Regions from separate parts of the Mus musculus genome. Here region 2 is linked to region 1. The links are chromatin contacts, called in public HiChIP or PLAC-seq maps. All regions are on one chromosome and are shown on one strand. Each heading gives the region's core, a stretch centred on a gene start, on an enhancer-like site or on the middle of the called end of the contact. The rest is flanking DNA. Distances are from core to core; before and after follow the strand shown.

Region 1 (5,552 bases), core at 2,203-4,702:
ACACCCTGTATTTGCAGAATATCACATAGCTTCGGTTAAGATTACAGGTTCAGCTTCCTTTCTTCCAATAAGAACGCATTCAGCTAGAACCTAAGATTCCTGAAATATCTCCCCATGTTAATGAGATACCTCCAGCCTTCAATTCAGCCAACGACCTTTGCCTACCCTGGATATTCCTACCGCTTCACTAGGCAGAGGCAGGTGGATTTCTGAATTTGAGGCCAGCCTGGACTACAAAGTGAGTTCCAGGACAGCCAGGGCTATACAGAGAAACCTTGAGAAAACAGAAAAAAAAAATATAACCCTTGATTGACCCCAAGTAAAGTTGGTGTGTCTCCCCAAAGCTGGTCCTGGGGTGTCCTGGGGTGTTGCTGTACTCACAGGACTTCTGAACCTCCTGTCTGTGCATTTGCCCTTGTGGACCGATGTTGCCTGACAGTGCCTGGGAGCACGGAGGGTCACAGCCTAGCCTCTGTTGCATTTTCAGTGCTAACTTACTGCACCATTCATCTACCTCAACTCTGCATTGAGTATTCATTTGTTGTGTAGCATTGGAAAATTAGACAGCTTTGCATGCAAATATTCATTGCAGCTAGTCAGAGTTCAGGGTTGCTGGATCTGAAACACCATGAGTCCTGGACCATTGCCAAGATGCTGCTGCCCAGATGTCGCAAGACGGCAGGGCTTCCAGAGGCAGGTTCTGTGTGAGCTCCTGGCTGCCACTCACCTCCCTGCCTGTCCTTCATGTCTGCCACACCGAGGCCCACTAGGCTTTGCCTTTGGCCTTGTTGCATGATACACTGAACTCTTTGTCTCGTAGCAAGGCAAGCAGCACTGGAGGTGCAGGGCTCCATGCTGGGTGCCAGGGCCGCTAAGGCTGACCCTAGTCAACAGTGACCTGCTTCTGTGTGCACTCCAGGAGCCAGATCGTCTCCCTGTGGTTGGTGTTGGCAGCCCCATTACTCATAGGAGTGACTTTTGTGCTTGCGGGTGGCTGAGATTCAGCAGCTAAGGGTACAGGGATTCATCACTGCCCAAGCAGGGCTCTGTTTTGCTATCTTTCTTACCAATTTTGTGCTTTTAAAATCATCTTCCCATAAAACTTGCCTTTGGTTGGTTGGTTGGTTGGTTGGTTGGTTGGCTGGCTGTTTGGTTATTTGGTTTGGTTTGGTTTGGTTTGGTTTGGTTTGGTTTGGTTTGGTTTGGAGCTATTGTGGGCCTTACACTTGCATTTTCTACCAATATGTCACCCAGGACTGGTGATGGCCACAACCTTTCTCCTCAGGTTCCTGGATGCTGGGATTATAGGTGTGTGTGAGCATACTACTGCCACTTCTAACATCTCACCCAATTTCCCAAATAGCTAATCTAAATAAATGTTCAGTATCCATGAGTTCAGGGCTTATATGGCATCTTATAAAAATATAATTTATTCTGATTTTTTGTACAGATATGTTGGTTCACCAACCCGGGTGGAATACTAAGAACTGCATCAAGTGCACCTCCTGGGAGCAAGCTCCAGGAAGGCCCCCGGTCTCTGCCCACTGCCTAGGCTCACGGCCACTCTGTTGTGGCAGGACAGCCATCTGCAGCAGGGCATACTTCTAGAGGCTCTTCTCAGAGGAGAGAGTGGAGTTGGGGATGGGCAAAGGGGCTCAGGAAGCAGGGGAGGGATGAAGAGGAAGCACAAAGGCAAACTCTTACCTTTGACAGGACGCTTAAAAACTAGCCCCCGAGTGCCCTGCCAGGGAAGGGGGCTCAACTTCACAATGACAACATTATGAATTTCTCAGCTAGCTCTGCAGGAGTTTCAAAAGAACACTCTGGAAACACTCTTATGGTTATTCCCATGTGTCTTTCTACCTTTTAATGAGGTACTTACCTCTGATCCCCTGAGTGAGAAAGTACATGGGTCCCTATTTTATCTGTGTGGCATTTTTCCAAGCCATTATCAATATTCCTGTCCCCAGTGTGCCCAAGGCACACTGTGTTAAGTAATGTGTACCAAAGGCTGTGGCATAAGATTGCTCACTGGTGCTGCACATACCCTCTGGAAGCAATTTCCCAATAACCAGGAAGTACCTCCATGCAAAGAGGCCAGAAACCGGCGAGATCATTAGAAACCCTTGCTTAGAGAATGAAAGATCAGAGTGCCTGTTCTCTGATACTTACACAAAGAATTTGAATACGCTTGTGTCTAAGATGCCACATGTAAATTGTTATGGCAGAAACACTTTGTGGGGCAGATAGAAAAAGTGGTCTAATTGCTTTACATGTTTTTAAAGTATTTATTTATTTGTGTGTGTGTGTGTGTGTGTGTGTGTGTGTGTGTGTGTGTACATGTGTATGTATGTACGTGTGTACAGAGGCCTGTAAAGGCCAAAAGAAGGCTTCAGATCCCTGAAACTAGAGTTTCAGGCTGTTGTGAGCTGCCCAGCATGAGAACCAAGCTTGGTCTTCTGAAGAGCAGCAAGAAGCACTATTAACCAGTGAGCCATCTTTTTTATTTAACTTTTAAAAGAAAGGAGAGAGAGAGAGTGAGAGAGAGAGAGAGAGACAGAGACAGAGAGACAGAGAGACAGAGAGACAGAGAGACAGAGAGACAGAGAGACAGAGAGACAGAGAGACAGAGAGACAGAGAGACAGAGAGAGACAGAGACTCTGGGAGCCCTGTGGCTTTGCAACCTGAGTAGAAACTTAGGTAAAGCCGAGAGGGAACAGTAGAAGAGCTGCCTCTCTGAGATGTTCAAAGTATTCTCATTTCCCAGAGAAAGGGAACTTGGTCGTGTACATTCTAATCTGTGAAGATCATTTCTGTCTGACTGGTTTCCAGAATGACTTCAGTGTATCTCTGACCTGTGTGGTCTAAATGTCCCTTTCCAAGTGACGGTCCACTGAGGATGACCTTGTCTAGCTAACACAATTCACAGCACAGGTCATTGCTCCGATACAACAGTGACTTGATTGTTTGGAGGTTTGTCTTTGTCTTTTCTTTATTGTTCTTTCTGGAATTGAGATCAATTCATAAAATAAAATTAGCAAAAAGCAATTCATTGAAAAAGTTAATAGACATTGTTGAATATAAGTTTGTGACACCTTTGACTCCAAAGCTCCAAAATACTTCCTTTTGGCTGCCACAACATAAATGTATAACAAACACTGCTCTGCTAACCTAACAGAATAGGAATTTACGACTAAAAAAAAAAAATGACAATTTGTAAGAAATACTCTGCTCTACAGAGATATGTGCCTATATACCCAGCATCCCTGAGTGAGGCTGAGGCAGGAGGATTGTGAGCTTCATTCCAGCTTGAGCTACATAGTGAGATCCTATCCAAAATCAAGCAAGATGCAGGGGGTGGGGAGCCAGAAATGCTCCCTTGGTCGATTATCTTGGGTTACACTGTGATGTAACTTGCCCTGCAGACTTGCAACAGGCCAGTGGCTGGTCATGAGTGGGGCATGCCATTCCAGCATGTGAATGTTCATCCATCACACATCCATCCCCAGCATGTCTATTGCTCCCATCCCCGTTCTCTTCAATACTGTAATGGATGCTTCCTGCTAACCGGGTTAGTAGATAAGTATGACTCATGTAAATACATGGAGCTATTTCAACAAACACTGCAGAAGAGCAGAGAATGTTTCCTGCTATGACATTTACCTTACATGAAACAGAGTGGACAAAGATGAGGATGTAGGCAGAGGAGCACATTTACATTCCCATCTCTTCCTCTGTTGTTCCCAAGGCCCATTAAACTCATTTTATCCGTGGGGGCAGAGTGCCCGGTGTCCAGGGATAACAAGCAGTGCTTTGTGAGAAGTGTTAGCTCTACAGCTTCAGCAAGGAGAACGCCTGCCTCCTGCCTAAGAGGCCAGGCAGAGCAGAGCAGAGCAGAGCAGAGCAGAGCAGAGCAGAGCAGAGCAGAGCAGAGCAGAGCAGAGCAGGGGCATGGTCAAAACTGACTCTGCATCAGATCATTTCTCAGCCTTGCTATTGGCTCACAGAGCAACCATCTGCTACCATGGAACAAACCAGTGCCTTGTTGGCTGGCCAGTACCTAGGGTCCAGCATCCTCCCTTCACCATGCAGTGAGACCACATCGCACCACTTTTACAGTCTGACACTGCATGTAGCTGTGGACCAGTCAGCACATTCCTGGAAGAAGTGACTGGGCTTCAAAGGTGATGGATCTGTTTTTATAGCTCTCAAGCCATACAAAACATTGCTAACAGCAACAGTGTTTGCAGAACTGCAGACGGATCATATTAGCTCCCCTCACAGACAGGATGGGAATTAGCCAGTCCTTGCCAGCTCCCAAATGTTCCTTGCTTGCAGCCATTTCTTCCCGTTTGCATCGGTAGCCAAATACCATGCAGTGCAGAAACAGGTGGAGACAAATTTGTCACTTAGCACCGAGTGTCTTGTAGGAAATTACACAGAAGACACCAGCCTGCTCCAAGGAAATGTGATTCTATAATAAAAAGGTGGTGGCTTCACACACACACACACACACACACACACACACACACACACACACACACACACACACACACTGATAGGTTTCTCTAGAAGACACACAGCACAGTTGTATGCAGTGATGCTGTTATCCCCAGAAAACATTTTAGCCAAGTTATAGTCACGTATTTTGAAAGGTCCTGGATTGGAAGCCAGGTGCCAAGAGATAAATTTTTAGCCCAAATCTCGGTGTGCTGGAGCTGTTTGCCAAGCTGTTCTGCGCATTCAGCCCCTGATTCCAACTTTAGCCTAACTGAAATGGCCAGTGGGTGGGAACTGGCCTATGTGCAGCCAGGTTCTTGTCTTACCCTCCCCCACACGAGTGGGGAAGTGCACCATGTATACAATGGGGAGACACTTTCATTCCAGGGTGGGCTTAACAACGTTTTGCTGATCAAGTCAGCCCAGATTACTTCTGGTGTCCTGGAGGAGCCCAGAGCTTTTCTAGTTTTCCTCTACTAATTGTGGCACCTTCTAGGATGGTCAGGCTCCTGCTGACCATGTGACTTCTCCGAGGAGTCTAGGAAACATTTCCGTCCCAGCTGACTTTCTTCTAAGCTAGGTGTACACTAGTTGGGGTTCTGTGGTCAACACGGCAGGGAAAACTTACTAGAGGAGTAGATGTCCTTCAGAGGAGTCTCAGTAGCCATTGGGTACATGTTGCCTGATCTTTCTGTCCCTCTGACCTCATTGGTATAAGTCTCCAAGCTTTGATGCTTGAACATCCAAAAGGGTGATTTCTTTTCTTTCTTTCTTTTTTTTTTTTTTTTATACATTGAGCATAAACTTTATTTTCTAGACTTTGGGGAAGATAGTATATCTCGAGGTAATTTTTTAAAATTAGGTGTTTTCTTATTTTACATTTCAAATTCTATCCCAAAAGTCCCCCATACCCACCCCCTACTCCCCTACCCACCTGCTCCCACTTCTTGACCCTGGTGTTCCCCTGTACTGAGCCATATAAAGTTTGCAAGACAAAGGGGCCTCTCCTCCCAATGATGGCCAACTAGGCCATCTTCTGCTACATATGCAG
Region 2 (5,793 bases), core at 1,037-3,536, 160 kb before region 1:
TCTGAACTGTTCGGAACTGCAAACACTGTTAATTCAGAACGGCCCAGCCAGAACTCCTTGTAGCGCCCCCTACCGCTGCAACATTGTCTTGCGCTGTCTGTTTCTTCCTAGCAGGTTAAAAGGTATGCTCCTCACGCCCATCTGGTATTAGCTCTCAAACACATCGTAATGAACAAGACTTAGGCTGGAAACAGCTCAGTGGAACAACACTTGCCTAGCAGTTCAAGGCCTTGGATTTGACCCCTAGCACCAAGTAAACATAGCATCCTGAGGATGTCATAAAGAGAGAGCCTCGCATTCCTGACATGAGCGTGTACCAGTGACGTGCCCCACACACAGATGAGGGCTCCAGGGGCTGTACCAGTCAGTAATGTGCAGGATGTGAAGATAAGAGCTTTAGGGGTTGGGGACTTGTTTTCAGTGCCGTTGTGGTCACAAGGGTCAGGGTTTTCCTTGTGTCATAAACAGCTAGAACACGGGCAAAAATATTTGAAGCAGATGTTTTTGAAGATTAGGTAGTAGGAAATCCAAGACTATGATGTCTTAGGAGAGGAAAACATTTGAAATGGGCCCCACCGTAGACACAGCTTTTTGCTTAGCCACAGCCTTAATGGTAGTATTGAGACCCATGGCAGTTTGAATAGAATTTTAAGGCACCCAGGAGAGGTGGGAAGGGTTCTGGGAAGGAGTGTGGCTACAGAAAGGGGAAAGCCACAGTCAGTGCCTAGGGTTCCATGTGTATAAACACAGTGTCAACTTCAGCGAAGCCAGGGAACAAATGGCCAAACTGCTGCGGAATGAACCCTCAACAGACCTCAGAGAGGGCAGGGAATAAAGCTGAGGCTGGGTAGAGCAGACAGCGCGAGCACTCAGGAAGAGCCAGAAGTGACTTGTCCTGGCAGTAGAGCTAAGAGTAAAAGCTATGCCAGAGCCAGCTTAAGTAAGGTGAGTTGTGCTGGAAGAGTTAAATATGATCTAAATACAGTGCATGCTTTTTATGAAAGTCTACATAACTAAAAAGGTTACAATAAAATAACTTTAAAAAGAATAAAGAAAAAGAACAATGAGCAACACTTCTTAAATGAAGACCATAAGCATGCAGGCAGTCAATAAGACTACACTTGTACCCATCACCAATCCAAAACTGTTACACAAGACAAGAAACAGCAAACAGAGTCTATAAATGGAAAACCATCTTACTTTGAAACAGATCCAGATATGACAGCAATGATGGAATTAACGGACACGGACTTTAAGTTATAAATATGCTCAAACACTGGAGGATTTAGTGAACCTAGGCATAATGAGATTAGTGGAAGGTGACAAGCCATCTAGAGCTAAAGCCAATAGAATATTAGAAAGAAACACTTGCAACATAGGTTAAAAATGGTTAGACCCCTAAGAAAGAAGTTTGTGGGTCTGAAGACACAGTAAAAGAATCTACAGAGCCTGGCACAGACGGAAGTAAAGACTGGGCAGTGCTTTGGGCTAAAGAGAGCCGCTCATTCAGGTGTAAGCATTTCCCAGGAAGCCACAGTCTATGACAATTTGATATGAAGGTGCCCTCCTTCCAGGGTGGGATTGCAGCTGTAAGTCCTTAGAAACCCCTGAAAGTGGTGGTGTATCAGATAGTGTGCCACACCAGCCAGCAAAAATTCTTGGAATAATCCAAATTTATAAAAGTCATTAGAAAGGAAAAATAAATATGTGACTGCTTGGTTTTACTATCTGTGACACAGAAAAGATTTCTTTAATGTTTCTCTACGTTTATAGATAGTTTACAAATTAATTTGCATATGACCTTATGTTATTTTAAAACATCAATAAATTCCAAGGAGGAGAAGAAGGTCGTTTGGTTTTGTTTTGGGTTCACTGAGCTCTCAGGAGGCAGAACAAGGCTTTGCCTCCGGTGAAGTGCTATACAAATACTGGATATGTGGATCAAGGAATTTCTCTCAGGCTTCCTTAACCATGAAGTAGCATTTCCCACGAATTTCCTCAAGGTGGCGCTATGTACGGTAGTCAGGGTCACCTGTATTATTCATAACACAGCCTTGATATCTGAACCGTTTCTCTTGTATCCTTTAATCTTTAAAGAACTTTCCCATCTTTTTACTTTTGAATCTGTCATGTTCTTGCTTTCACCCCATGCTAGAATTGAACCTTGATTATTGGCTATGCTAGATGCATTCTGCATCTCATTTTCCTTGGGTAAGTACTTGAAACTGGAATGACTAGGTCATGAACACACACTTGAGTTAACGAACGTGCTCTCAGACACTCCTGCCAGCACTGTGTGAAATGTCAATTTTATCGCCTCCTTGCCAACAGATGGAATAGCCTTGTCTTTGATCTGTTCTAATAGGTGTCCAGTCATGCCAGTCTTTTCTAAACATCAATTTCTTAGGTTTGATATGTTTTTTCAGTTTCTTACAAATTCCCCAAAAACTTAGGAGGTTTGTATATAAAGGCAACAACATGTCAGTGAAGAAAAAAAAATAGGTTTTCTATGGAATGAATGGAGTAAAATAATAATTACGTGTTTTCCAAAACGTTTACTCCCAATGTAAGGTTCATGTTTTTAGCGTAAGCCTTTCCTTGTTCTTTCACCTCCCTGACGGATCCTATCGGGAGTCCTCAAATGACAGTTTGTTCTGGCTCCTCCGAAGGCTCTCTGTCTTGGTATCTCTTTCAAAGCAAGGCATTGCAGGGTAAAGGTCTAGGTTAATCTCAGTAGTTTCCAAATCCTGGCTGAGCTCAGGCTCCGCCGGTCCTGGGGGATGAGATGTAGGCAGCTGTAACAGGATGGGGTGGGGTGGGGTTGGGGTGGAGTAGGGTGGGGGGAGGGTGGGGTGGGGTGGAGTAGGGTGGGGGGAGGGTGGGGTGGGGCTATCAATGCAGCTGTTATTCTGGGAGGATTTTCTCTCCCACTTATAAAACTGTACAGATTTTAGGTTTTTCTTAAATTCAAACATTTGCCAGGAATGGTACTGCTCTGCTTTGGAAAAAACTGCCGGCAAAGGCCTCTGCATTTTCAAACTCCTGAGTCCACACAATTGTCAAGTCAAGAGGAAATTAACACAAATATAAAATAAGTGTATTGACTATGACAGACTAAGACAGTATTTGTCAACTCTGTGCTCACCGAGTAAATATCTTTTAACTTTTTATTGATTCTTTGTGACTTTCACATCATGCACTCCAATCTCACTCATCTCCCTTTTCTTTCCTATTTGCCCTCTGCCCTTGCAACTTCCACCCACCAAAGGAACTTTAAAAAACAAACAAACAAACAAACAAAAAAGCATAGAAAACTTCTCATTGTAGAAACTGTAGTGTGTCACACCGTGTCCCGTAGAATCCTTTTATCCATACATCTTTTTCTTATGCTTAGTCATTTTTTATTGGATATTTTATTTATTTACATTTCAAATGTTATCCCCTTTCCTGATTTCTGCCCCCCCCCCCCCACTCCTACCCTATCCCCCCTCCCTCTGCTTCTATGAGGGTATGTCTCCATCCACCCACTCCTGCTTCTCTGCCCTCTCATTCCCCTACTCTGGGCCATCAGGCCTTCCTGGAATCAAGGTCCTCTCCTCCCATTGATGCCCGACAAGGTGTTCATACATCTTTGCTTGCAGATGTGCATTGCAGTGAGCTGTTGGTCTGGCTCAAGTCCTCTGTCTTCTGCTTCGCTATCAATTGTGGATGCTCAAGGGGACTCCTCTCAGATATCCTGCTGTTGCCCTGTGTCATGGAGGTCCTGCAGCTCTGGATCTGCAGGACCCGCCCCTTCATGTGCTCCAGCAGTTCTTAGATGAGGTGAGATTTTGGAGTGGCCTCACACAGTACTGGATCCGGGTTTGTGTGGTAGCTGAGTTGGTCAGCCTGCCAGCTCTCCCACACCAGCATCACCAGGGTGAGCTCTCCACACTGCCCAGGCTAGCTCACCCAACGCTGCAGCTGGCCAATCTCTTTTGCTCTCATGTCTTTGGGGCTGGCTTACCAGAGTCTTTGCCATTAAGACTAGCTCTACTGTGTTGCCCAGTGAGGGCAAAGCCAGCTCTCCCAACTGCCTCAGGTGCTGTTGGGGGGGGGCATCTCTCCTGTGCCCGTGCCACCTCACAGAAGGCTCTCCCTCCCTCATGTCCTCGGAGCCTGCTTAACCCCAACCCCAACACCATGACCAGCTCTATTGAGCTGCCCAGACGAGGTATAGGGCCCACTGCCCTGAGTGAGAGGTAGGGGCCAGTTCGCCAGAGTGTCACAGCAAGTAAGGGACAGGGCCAGCTCTGCACAGCCTTTGGACATAGCAGCCCAGACCAGGGATGTCCACAGGGTCTTTAGTGGTAATATGAGCCACAGACATTGACACAGACCTCTGCTGCTGAATGGTCATGGGTCCAGCCATGGACTGGGACTTCACCATGACCTCGGGTGGCAGTTCAGGCTACTCACAACAGGCCACTCCTCCCGACCCTCGTGTCTCCAGTTCTGCCTCTCTTCACAGTGCGCTGGCTGCTCCACTTCTTTCCTCCCACCGCATTGTAGCGGTTCCTGCTGTGGGCAGGACACATGATTGGTGGGCCTCTGGATGTCCCCACCTCATGGTATGGCAACAGGCAGGTCTCACAGTGTCCTCCTATCTGAGCATTGTGGTGTGGCTGTGGGCGAGCCTTTGTGTGTCTACACCCCACCTATGCCACTGTGTGTAGCAGATTCCAGATGTCCATAAATATCTTTTTTTTTTTAAAGAAAAAAATATATTCAACTGATTCCTTAGATACCATTGCCTGTTCCAAGGTCATAAATAATTTATTCTATTTTGGAAGTTCTCAACCTTCCTAATGCTGTGACCCTTTAATAAAGTTATACATTCCTTTAGTACAGTTTAATATATTCCTAAATGACCCTTTAATACAGTTCCTCATATTTTGGTGACTCCCAAAATTGTTTTTGTTGCTGCTTCATAACTACAATTTTTCAGGGCCGGAGACATGGCTCAGCGGGTAAGAGCACTGACTGCTCTTTTGAAGGTCCTGAGTTCAAATCTCAGCAATCACATGGTGACTCACAACCACCCGTAATGAAATCTGACACCCTCCTCTGGTGCGTCTGAAGACAGCTACAGTGTACTTATTTATAGTAATAAATAAATCTTTGGGCTGGAGCAAGCAGGGACTGAGTGAGCAGGGTTGACCTGAGCAAGCAGAGGTCCTAAATTCAATTCCCAACAACCATATGAAGGCTCACGGCTATCTGTACAACTACAGTGTGTACTCATATACAATAAATAAATAAATAAATAAATAAATAAATAAATAAATCTAATAAAAACTAATTTTGCCACTATTATGAGCCATAATGTAAATATCTAATATGCGGGATACCTGCTATGTGGGTTGTGACCCACAGGCTGAGAACGGCTGTTTTCTTTCTTTTTCACCTAGTACTCAAATTTAGGAGATAACATGGATCCAGATTCAGGAAGCACTTAGAAAAAATTTGGGCTATGAACAAATGAAATGCTACTAAGAGACATCCATTGCCTTATGAATCAGAGTGGTCTTATGGTGTCAGAGGCGTATTGGAGGAATGACAGCAAGCATAAAGAAAGGACAGCAGGGCTGTTGATGGGGCTCTCAAAGAGAGCAATGCATTGAGCTGCAACTTAGCGTGGACGTGTGGAGCTCAGACTCAGCTCAGACAGTGTCAAGGGTCATTGACAATGACCTTTCTTGGCCTCAGGGTATTTCGTGTAGCCTCTGAAGGTCCAAAACACCAGGTAGTCAG

Evidence for each region. HiChIP or PLAC-seq counts read pairs in DNA pulled down with a chosen protein or histone mark.
Region 2: a contact with region 1 is called in an H3K27ac HiChIP or PLAC-seq map of hepatocytes, with 4 times the contacts expected there. The contact joins two enhancer-like sites. A contact is called at or near these places in 5 of 39 promoter capture datasets (the 3T3-L1 cell line, cranial neural crest, hippocampal neurons and 1 more), 1 of 15 datasets of contacts at CTCF or cohesin (the NIH/3T3 cell line), 6 of 484 Hi-C or Micro-C datasets (B cells, liver and nephron progenitors), 4 of 115 datasets of contacts at active chromatin or transcription factors (embryonic limb bud, heart atrium, hepatocytes and 1 more) and 2 of 9 other capture datasets (adipose tissue and pancreatic islet).

Annotation. Positions count from the first base shown.
Region 1 is chr3:10,080,766-10,086,317 of GRCm38.p6, reverse strand. No RefSeq gene overlaps it. Among named protein-coding and RNA genes, the nearest start is that of Gm33365, 19 kb to the right of the region's middle. Within about 2 kb of position 3,452, at least 72 of the 459 cell types and tissues checked have an H3K27ac peak or open chromatin away from gene starts, as enhancers often do. A contact at or near this core is called in heart atrium and hepatocytes, where this site is marked.
Region 2 is chr3:10,236,249-10,242,041 of GRCm38.p6, reverse strand. No RefSeq gene overlaps it. Among named protein-coding and RNA genes, the nearest start is that of Fabp12, 15 kb to the left of the region's middle. Within about 2 kb of position 2,286, at least 22 of the 459 cell types and tissues checked have an H3K27ac peak or open chromatin away from gene starts, as enhancers often do. A contact at or near this core is called in heart atrium and hepatocytes, where this site is marked.